Linked DNA regions of Arachis hypogaea: region 2 is linked to region 1. Evidence: chromatin contacts called from public Hi-C data. All regions are on one chromosome and are shown on one strand. The core of a region is the stretch at or near the end of the contact, and the rest is flanking DNA. Distances in the headings are between cores, read along the strand shown.

Region 1 (5,722 bases), core at 1,340-3,839:
CGGCCAGTAGTAACCTGCTCTGAGTAGCTTTGCTGCTAGGCTTCTCCCACCTATGTGATTTCCGCAGACTCCTTCATGGACTTCGTCCATGGCTTCTGCTGATTCCTTTTTGCTTAGGCATTTGAGGAGTGGTTGTGAAAATCCTCTCTTGTATAGCTCGGCGCCGACCAACACATAGAAGCTTGCTTGTCTTCGGAATAGTTTTGGGTTTGTCTCACTGGTAGGTATTGTTCCGTGGAGGAGATAATCTATGATGGGTACTCTCCAATCTAGTTCCTGTGACATGCTTAAAATATATGTTAGGTTCACGCTAGGTTCTTCTAGCGTTAATTGTGACAGTTTGGGCGAAGTGCCTTTTCTGCTTGTTGCCAACTTAGATAGTATGTCCGCTCTCTGGTTATTTCCTCTTGGAACATGAATAATTTTGAATTTATCGAATGTCAAGATAAGTTTTCTTACCATATTCCAATATCGCTCTAGTAAGGGGTCCTTTACCTGGAAAGATCCGTTCACCTGTTGTACTATTAACAGCGAATCACAATGTACGACGATTCTTGGTATCTGTAGTTTGATGGCGAGGTTTAATCCGGCTAGTAAAGCTTCGTATTCTGCTTGATTGTTGTTGGCTTCAAAAGAGAATCTTACGGACTGTTCTATGATGGTGTCCTCATACTCAAGTATAATTCTTGCTCCGCTTCCTTCATTGTTTGATGCTCCGTCAACATACATCATCCCTGTGCTCGGTCCGGCAGTGTTATGTGGACAGGTGAACTCAGCAATGAAGTCCACCAGGATTTGTGACTTCAAAGCTGGCCTGGGTTGATACTGGATATCGAATTCTGATAATTCGATAGACCATTTGATCAACCTTCCTGCTACTTCCGGTTTTGCTAATATTTGCCGAAGGGGTTGATCTGTCCGCACGATGATGGTGTGGCTTTGGAAATAATGTCTGAGCCTTCTTGATGTGGTGATCAGGGCCAGAGCCAGTTGCTCTACCATTGGGTATCTTTGCTCGGTGGGCTGTAGGACCTTGCTGACGAAATATACTGGTTTTTGTGTTTTTCCTGTTTCAAGCACAAGAGCCGAACTTATAGCGTGATTAGATACAGATAAATACAAATATAATGGTTTACCCTCCTCCGGACTCTGTAGTATCTGGGGAGACATCAGCATTGCTTTCAGCTTCCTAAAAGATTCTTCGCAGGCATTTGTCCAAGTAAACTGTTTATGCTTCGATATTGCTTGGAAAAAATGAAAAGATCTGTCTGCTATTGCCGGCAGGAACCGGGACAAGGCTGCTATTCTTCCTGTGAGCTTTTGCACCTCCTTCACAGTCTTCGGCGAGGTCATGTCAAGTATCGCAGCACATTTCTCAGGATTTGCTTCGATTCCCTTGGATGTCAACATGAAGCCCAGAAATTTTCCACCTTGTATACCGAAAGTGCATTTTTCCGGGTTTAACCTCATGTTATATGCTCGGATCTGACCAAAGACCTCGGTTAAGTCATCGCAATGTGAGTTCCCCTGTGATGTTTTGGCTACCATGTCGTCGACATAGACCTCAATGTTTCTCCCAATTTGATTTCTAAACATTTTATCCATTAGTCGCTGGTATGTTGCACCTGCGTTCTTAAGGCCAAAAGGCATTACTGTGTAACAATAGTTTCCGAATTCTGTTATAAATGCAGTCTTATGTTGGTCTTCAGGATGCATTAGAATCTGGTTGTATCCAGAATATGCATCCATGAAGCTTAGACAATTAAAACCGGATGCGCTATCTACCAGCTTGTCAATACAAGGTAGTGGATATGCATCTTTGGGGCATGCCTTGTTAAGGTTTGTGAAGTCGACGCACATGCGCCATTTACCTGTGTTCTTTTTTACCATTACGACGTTTGACAGCCATGTTGTGAACCTTACTTCTTTGATAAATCCTGCTGACAATAGTTTTTTGGTTTCCTCTAAGGATGCTTGTCGTCTTTCCTCTCCCAAGTTGAGCTTCTTTTGAGCCATGGGCTTGACTGTTGGGTCCACGACTAGCTTATGGCATATAATGCTGGGGTTGATGCCTGGCATATCTATTGGTGTCCATGCGAAGAGGTCGGTGTTGTCTCTGAGGAGCTTTATTAGTCGAGCTTTTTCCTTACCTGAAAGTGCATTACCTATGTATGTAAACTTGTTAGTACTTCCATAAAACGTTACCTTCTCAAGCTCGTCCAATGCTTGAGGTCGTTCTCGGAATTCCTCCCTTGGGTCGAGCTTATTAAGGGGAGGAGGGTCATCCGAGCTGTACACGGCTTGTACCCGTGCTGGAATGGCTTTGTTCAATTCTTGTTGTTTTAAGCTAGTGTGGTAGCATTGCCGTGCTTCTTTGTGGTCGGCGTGTACTGTAGCGATGAGTTCGTCCTGTACTGGAAACTTAACACACAGATGTAAAGTGGATACAATTGCACCAAAAGTATTTAAAGCTGGTCTGCCTAAAATGATGTTGTATGGGCTTATGCAATCTACTATGATGTATCTAATATCAATCGTTTTTGTGAGAGGGGTTTCCCCCAAAACAGTTCTTAACCAAATAGTTCCCATTGCCTATACCCTTTCTCCTGAGAATCCAACCAGATCTCCGGAGTAAGGTTGAATGGCCTTATCAGATAAGTTCATTTTTTGAAAAGTGGAGTAAAAGAGAACATCAGCACTACTACCTGGGTCTAGTAAGACCTTTCTTACCAATAGGTCTCCCACTTGCACTGAGATGACAACAGGGTCGTCGAGATTTGGACTTGCTGATTTGCAATCCGAGGCTGTGAAAGTGATTTCTCCAGTGGGTGTATCCTTGGGTAGGGAGGTCGGCCCTTCAACTACCAACATTGCTCTGTAGCTTCGCTTCCGAGCCGAACTTGTTGTACCTCCACTGGCGAAACCACCTGAGATGCAGTTTATGACTCCTCGTGGTTGGTTTTGGTTTGCCCATTGTTTTTTGTCATTCTCCTCCTTCCCTTAGTTAATCTCCGGTGTTTTGATTCCTCCTCTATTCTTCCTCCCGTCAACATATTTGTCTAAGAGTCCTTGTCTTGCCAACCGTTCCAGTAGATCCTTTGCTGCCACATAGTCATCTGTTGTGTGGCCGAATTTTTGATGGAAGGCGCAATGATTTGGTCTGTCTACGAACCTCTGATCCTGATAATTGCCTGCCCTATTTGGAGGTTTGATCATCTTGGCGTGTAGAATTTCTTTTATAATGTCTTCCCTCTTTGTGTTGAACTGGGTATAGTTGTCGAACTTTGGGTTAAGTTTGAAAGGCTTCTTCAGCTCTTTGCTGCTTTGTGATCTAAAGGTCTTTTCTTCTTCCCTTCTCGGTTGTTGCTTGTCTGTCTTCCGAGCTTCCCGAAGCTCTTCAATCTCCATTTGGCCAGCGGCTTTTTCTTGGAATTCGTCTAACGTCTTTGGTTTTGATACTGTGATCGTCTCTTGGAACTTGCCAGGTCTGAGGCCGCTCTTGAGAGCGTGTAGGTGGACCTTTGGGCTCAGATCTGGAATCTCCATGGTTGCCTCAGCAAACTGCGTCATGTAATCCTTTAGGCTCTCGTGCTGCCCTTGCTTGATGGTGCTCAGATAGTCTGTCCCATGCACATATATTCTTGACGCAGTGAAATAATCAATGAAGGATCTCGCCAGTTCTTCAAAAGAAGAGATTAAACCTGCAGACAACTTAGAGAACCAGAGTAATGCAGAACCATCTAAATAGGTAGGAAAAGCTCGACAAAGTATGGGCTCAGAGGCACCATTAAAGAACATCATAGATTGAAATTTTCTAATATGGACACGAGGATCACCAAACCCCTTATATGGTTCAAGGGCAGTAGGCAGGACGAAATTTTTTGGCATTTGAAATTTCATGATGTCTTCCGAGAAGGGGTTATCTATGGTCAGCTTCTCTTTTGGCGGGGTGAGCTTTTGGGATTCCGTGTCATTCTGGTTTGAGCTCTTGGGGTCTTCCCCACCATGTTTTGTTGTTCGGTTGTTGGACGACAACTCGGCTATCCTTCGGACTTCTGCTTGGAGCTCGGAAATCTGGGCTAAGAGCTCAGCTTGCGTGGGTTGCTGTATTCCGTTGTCAGCCATCCTCCGAGATTTGAGAGGTCCTGAAAAAAGAGAAGAGAGAGAGAGAGAGAGTGAGAGCACAAAGCTAGAAAAGAAACTTAGGTTTAGTGGGGTTGTTATTTCCTCGTGCCCCACGGTGGGCGCCAAATGTTCCGTCCGAGTTACCCAGGCCGACCTCCTTGCTGTCCGAGCTTTTAGTAATTTCAGATTGGTTATGCTGCTATTCGCCGGGATGACGTATAGGTCGGCTTGCTTCTAAAACACCGCGGGTGGAACACCTGCAAAAGAATCTCCGACGCTCAAGTCAGAAGAGGTGTTTAAACAAATCGCAAATAAAGTAAAAGTAGGAAGAAATAATGATACTGTGTTGTGCTTATCCCCTATTCTGTTGCCTCGGTGCTGTTTAAATAGGTGAAGAGGCCGTTGTGTTTAGCATCTGATATCTTGTACTCTTTCGCAGATCTCGTTATGGTTAGTTTTAGAATCTTTTTTCTGTTATTGGATGATCTGTTACCTGATTCTTAGCTGTTGTGGTAGCCGTTGTGTTTGTTTTGGGCCGAGGTTTATGGTCCACATCAAAAGTAATATAATTTTCTCTTATTTCTTTTATGTTTTTACAAGTATGAAGAGAAGAAGGCTAAGAAAGAAGGAGAGTTGAAGTGGGATTATGACTATGTAATTAGAACTTGTAGAATTCAACTTTTGAAATACATTGTTGCTATTTTTGTAAAATTTGTGGGATTGAATTTTGATTTGTTGAAATACAATGTCATTTCTAGAATTCAACTTTTGATAATAGAAATCTTTGATGTTGAAGAGATTATGACAGTTTAAAACAGTCACTAAATATAGGAAAAAACTGTCACAGGAATAAATAACTTAGTAACGGTTTTAAATAGGAAAACTGTCAATAAAAATATTGTGACGATTTAAATAGTCACTAAATATGCCTAAAAACTGTCATAAGAACTAGTAACTTAGTGACCGTTTAAAATAGTCATAAAATATAAGAACAGAATTTAGTAATTTAACGACAGTTTTAAAACGTCGCGAAATACAGTATAAAAAACACCTTTACAAGTGTTACAAATTAGTGACGGTTTTATACTTTAAAAACCGTCACAAATAATTTGGCAACACTCCTTACCAACGGTGGTCCAAAACCGTCACTATGTCAGCTGGTGATGCTCAAATCTGTAACGCTTTCTTTAACCGTCGCAGAATCATTTAGTAACAGTTAAAACTGTTACTAAAAAACCGTCACCAAGCATTAAAAAAATCGTCGCCAAAATGCTATTTTGTTGTAGTGAGCATTATCGAACTGGTGGATATAGAGCTGAATGACCGTAAGTTTACGTGGTTCAGGGGGTTAATCGTGGAGTCAAATTAATAGAATATTGGTGAGTTTTGTTTCATTGTTATCATTTGGAGCACTTGGTTGAAAAAGAATGACAATTTTCAGGAATCAAGAATCAGGTATTGCAGGAGTAGTTAACAGGTCGATTAAGAGTTACAAAGAGTTGAGTGATATTTGATTTTCTGGATTGTTGATGGCTTTTGTCAAAAATGATTAGAAATTAGTTTATTTTATCTATTTAGTACTTTTCTATTGGAACGT
Region 2 (5,468 bases), core at 1,859-4,358, 62 kb before region 1:
TGAATTTTGAATAATTAGGAAGCTAAAATATAAATAAGTGAATAAGATTCACATCGAGGAATGAATCCACGGATTAGAAAATTTTTGAGTTTTAGGTTGCTTTCTTTTCAACCATAAGTAACTAAAACTATCCTTATTAAAAGTTCGGAGCTCTGTTTGATATTGTTTGAAGAATTGAGTCTCATTCTTATTCTTAATGATTAGAAGCACTGAAAAATGTTCTAAAACTATCTTGGATTCTTTTATTATCTTGGAAAAGCTAATATTGCGGTAAGCTTGAAACTCGTTCTCATAACTTTTCAATTGAGTAGGAATAGCTTTAAAAAATGTGTGACATTAAATTAGAAATGTGCTTAACCTTTTATTTGGAACTAATTGATCAAGGAATCGCCGATTAGGTGGGATAAAGACAAATTATAATATATTTGTAACATTAAATGTTATCGTGTGTTTTCATTTATTTATGTTCATTTATTCATGTGTGGATGTTGTTGTCTTTGATGATGTTGTTGACGGCCATGGACTAATTGTGTTAGCCGTGTCGAATGCTAATGGAATAATAAGGAAATAGAATGTGTACCCTGGTGAGAATTTTGACCTGTGTTTTTTTTCTTGTATTTTCTTATTTATATAGAACTGAGACTTAGTAACTTAACACTATTTGGATTAGAAAGAATCTAGCTTGGAGACTAGGATTGCCTAGCGGGTTCATGTAGTTTCATATAGTCTCTATTTGAAACTATTACCCTACTGGAAACCTTCGGATTCTCACCCGTGAGGAAATTGTTCATTTTTCAGATAACAGGATGCGACGCATCTCGCTAAGAGTGCGGGACTCGTTGGTGAAGCGAAGAAAACTTTATTTTTGAAGTTTATTATGTACTTAGCATATTTTTTCACTATTGAACATGTATTTGTATACTTTCCTCTTTAAGATTTTATTTGGAGAAAATAGAATGTAATTTGTACTCTTTTAATTTGTATTATGTTCTAGTGGACCTTTTCTTCGTAGGTCGTAACTAGTACTTATTACATATATATCTTGGATTCTTATATATATATATATATATATATATATATATATATATATATATATATATATATATATATATATATATATATATAGCTTTTGTTTCTGTATACGATGTTTGCTTGTGTTAACATGGTTCAAGTGTGACTAACGGTTGTCTTTTGTTTAAATTTTTTTTCACAAGCTTCTAATTAAATTATATTTTTTCAAAATACTATGTATGTATCTTTGTTTTTAGGTGTCGTAATGCCTTGTCACTTTTGACTTACGGCTGCGTGTAAGGCCTTATGTGATAGGATGTATATTACATGAAGCTTATTCCAAGTAAAATTTCAACTCCCAATAGTCCATAACTCACCAAAGCTCATTGCTAATCCATGGAGTTCAGTGCCAAGTCTATATTCTAACTCCCAAGAAATTCTAAAATTAAACAAAGATTCAAAATTTAAATGATTTGTTAGCATAAACTTCTTATTTGGTTGTTAGGATTTAGTTTAGATTATATTTGAATTTGAATAAGTTGTTATCTTATTCTTTTGAGATAAGAAGATTAGATAATTTTTGAATTTCAAATAACTAGGAAGCTAAAATATAAATAAGTGAATAAGATTCACATCGAGGAATGAATCCACGGGTTAGAAAATTTTTGAGTTTTAGGTTGCTTTCTTTTCAACCATAAGTAACTAAACCTTTCCTTATTAAAAGTTAGGAGCTCTGTTTGATATTTTTTGAAGAATTGAATCTCGTTCTTATTCTTAATAATTAGAAGCATTGAAAAATATTCTAAAGTTGTCTTGGATTCTTTTATTATCTTGAAAAAGTTAATATTGCGGTAAGCTTGAAACTCGTTCTCATAACTTTTTAATTGAGTAGGAATAGCTTTGAAAAATGTGTGACATTAAATTAGAACTGTGCTTAACCTTTTATTGCCAACTAATTGACCAAGGAATCGCCGATTAGGTAGGATAAAGAGAAATTATAATATAGTTGTAACATTAAATGTTATCGTGTATTTTCATTCATTTATATTCATTTATTCATGTGTGGATGCTGTTGTCTTTGATGATGTTGTTGGCGGCCATGGATTAATTGTGTTAGCCGTGAAGAATGCTAATGGAGTAATAATGAAATAGAATGTGTATGGTGGTGAGCATTTGGACCTGTGCTTTTTTTTTCTTGTGGTTTCTTATTTATCCTTTGGTCGGATTTGATTGTTGTGGAGTAAAAAAAGAAATTAATAAATAGAGTGGATAAAAAAGAATTGAATTAATAGAACTATGATAGAAGTAGAAGACAAAAAAGAAGAGAAGCATAACAAAATGAAAAAGCTTTAGGGTTCATAAATAGAAATAAAGACTAAATTGACGAATTATACATTACGAATCACGTCAGTTAGCCATTATTATTGACAGCATGGCAGTAGCTATACCACATCAGCATCCTACTTACTTACTCACGTCGAAAATGGACTAAGAAATTCGTATGTAACACGGTGATTAAAATATGGGACAAATTAGTGCAATTAAAATTAGAGGATAAAATTGGTACAAAAGTTTAATTTAGACGATCACTTTAAGAATTTAGTCTAAGTAAATTAGATATAGCTACCATCATTGTTTAATAAGTTTTAAACTTTCTAAAACTTTAATTATTAAAAATATATTTGATATAAATAAAAAACTTTAAAAATAAAATTGAAGATTTTAACAAAAATATACTTTACTTTTTTTCTTATGAAAAATATCAACAAAACATTATACATATTTTTTTATTAATTTGGTGAAAATATTCATCCAATTATTTTTTTCACTAAAAAAATCCCATGAAACATTAGGTTTTTTTTCTTACAAAAAAATTTTCAAGAGACCTAACCTATTATTATTATTATTAAAATTGAACCAGACCAATTGGTTCGATTAAAAAACCAATAAATCGATAGTCTAATCAAATCGGTTAGTAGATTAGAATGAATCTGTAATCAAACGGCACGATTCGCATTCTAGACTGCACTAGATCTGTGCGAGTTTACGATGCACCCACACACCGCCGAATCATAGTAGGAGCTTCCGTCCACTGTACTCAAAAAACGAGTGAAAGAAGGATTCGAACACGGAGCAACAAGTATACACGCCTCCCTTCTTGTCCCTGTCAGCTTACTTCTCAACATTATAAGTGATAAAAAGTTAAATATATAATAAATTACGAATGAATTTTTTTTATCCTTTTAAACATGGATTGATATGGATATCAAATAAGTAATAACCCATGATATATAAATATATTGATATTAATTGTGTTATTTTTTTTTTGTTGGTTTAAATTGAAAAAGTATTTTATATTAGTGACTAATTTATTATTTTTTTTACATCATAAATTATATCTAAAAATTAATATTTGATTTTTATTAATATATTTTTAAAAATATATATTTAACTTTTAATTTTATTTTTATAATTTTAAATTTTTATTTAGTTATAATTAGATTAATCGAATAAATCAATGATTTACTAATTAAACTAATAATTTAATGATCCAATATGACCAAATAAATTATCGATTTCGATTGTGATAACTATAATTTAAAAGGGAGCCAAACCTAACGTGAAAAACCTACATCACTAACATTTTGGTGGGGAGAGGGTTATAGTAAATTAGTAATGAACAAACACTTATTTAACCCTTCAATTCTTGTTAAATGTTAACAATCTCAAAAGTTCAGCCACACTGATTTGAATAAAATTGCAGACACCTATACAACCTTATCTTCTTAAGCTCACTGGTTGGATGAATATCCAAATAAAGAAAGAATCATAGAACATAAATGTTAGACTTATCTACATATAACAGCCACGAAAAAAAATAATAATTAATGGAAGATGGAAGTGGAAGAAAATAAAAATAAAGAATAATCAGAAGAAGAACAACCTCATCATCGATTGAATATTCATTCACCGTCAAGCCGCCATGGTGACGTTTGATGGAACTATATAATATATATTTTCCTTTCTTTTACTTGGTTTTGACTGGGACCGAAGTTATATTCTTAGTTTCTTAATTTGGATACTCCTATAATTAATTAATTAATGAGTTGCTAACTACTTGTGAATTAAAAAATACGCTAAAAATATTATAATCTTTTATAAAAATTATTAAAAAATAAATATTTTTATAGTTTTAATATATTAAATAATATATCAAACATATTTAAAAAAAATTATTATTATATTTTTAAAATATATCTTTAAAATATAAATTAATTAAATTTTTAATGCATTAATAATAGAACCTCTTCAAAAGATTCTCAAAAAGTAGTCAACTTAAGCTTGCTTTTAATTTGTTATTAAGAGTTAACATCAAATTTTTATCGAGTTAAATCTTAAAATGATCTTTAAGATCAATATTATTATGTATTAATCATTTTTAAGATTTTGATTGTACTAATTATATTTTTGAAATTGACAAAAGTATACTATGTTAGTCTTTGACCCATTTTTTGTTAACGGTGTGATAACATAGCTTGATGACGTGGACTGTTAGTGACACGTATTACTCCATGATTTGGACACATGTAATGGTATGATAATATATTGACCAGTGATACATGACCCGTAGCATGTTGACCTGGATGATTTTGACATATATCACTTTGTGCCATATGTCACAATAGTATTCATTCATGTGTCATCACTACAAGAAATTCGCTGGATATCATCGGATTTACTAGCGAATTTATCGTCAATATAAACCTCACCGGTAATTATTTACCAACGAATTTTTTTGTCTGCCGCTAATTACCGTTCAAAAATTTTTGCCGTTAAATCCAATGGTAATATATTATTTACAAATAACTAAAATTAGGGGATAAATCCGACGTCAATATATTATTTACTAATAATTAAATTAATATTTACCGACGAATTTAACCCACGGTAAATTCGTTAGTAAACTTAAATTTTTATTTTTTTTAAAACAATTCGATCCCATTTCACATAACAATTTTAACAACAAGAAATTCTAACATAAATTTTACATATCAAATTTTGAATGAAATAAATCTAACATGCAAAGATAAATAAGATATCAAGTCTTAATAAAAAATATTATTTCTTAAAAAAATATTGTGGAATCGCTTATTGGTGCACGAAATTGTGATCTCTAACAATGGCATTCAACTTGGTATGCGCATCTATTAACTCAGCACTTTTTTCACAATTCCGCACAACTAACCAGCAAGTGTACTGGGTCGTCTAAGTAATAAACCTTACGTGAGTAAGGGTCGATCCCACGGAGATTGTTGATACGAAGCAAGCTATGATCATCTTGTAGATCTCAGTTAGGCTTATTCAAATGATTATGGAGTTTTCGAAAGTAATAATAAATAAAACATAAAATAAAGATAGAAATACTTATGTAAATCATTGGTGGAAATTCAGATAAG

What was found. Hi-C and Micro-C count contacts between places; a contact is called where the count stands out from the background.
Region 2: a contact with region 1 is called in a Hi-C map of leaf, with 2.7 times the contacts expected there. The contact joins the enhancer-like site here to the promoter of LOC112794995 in region 1. A contact is called at or near these places in 2 of 8 Hi-C or Micro-C datasets (both in leaf).

Annotation. Positions count from the first base shown.
Region 1 is chr4:85,853,780-85,859,501 of arahy.Tifrunner.gnm2.J5K5, reverse strand. It overlaps LOC112794995, which reads right to left and starts at 2,589. Exons shown (of 1, transcript XM_025836955.1): 1 at 1-2,589. The coding sequence starts at 2,589. LOC112794994 reads right to left here and starts at 4,125. Exons shown (of 1, transcript XM_025836954.1): 1 at 3,001-4,125. The coding sequence starts at 4,125. The coding sequence ends at 3,001.
Region 2 is chr4:85,917,026-85,922,493 of arahy.Tifrunner.gnm2.J5K5, reverse strand. No RefSeq gene overlaps it. Among protein-coding and RNA genes, the nearest start is that of LOC112796926, 11 kb to the left of the region's middle. Within about 2 kb of position 3,108, at least 1 of the 3 cell types and tissues checked has open chromatin away from gene starts, as enhancers often do.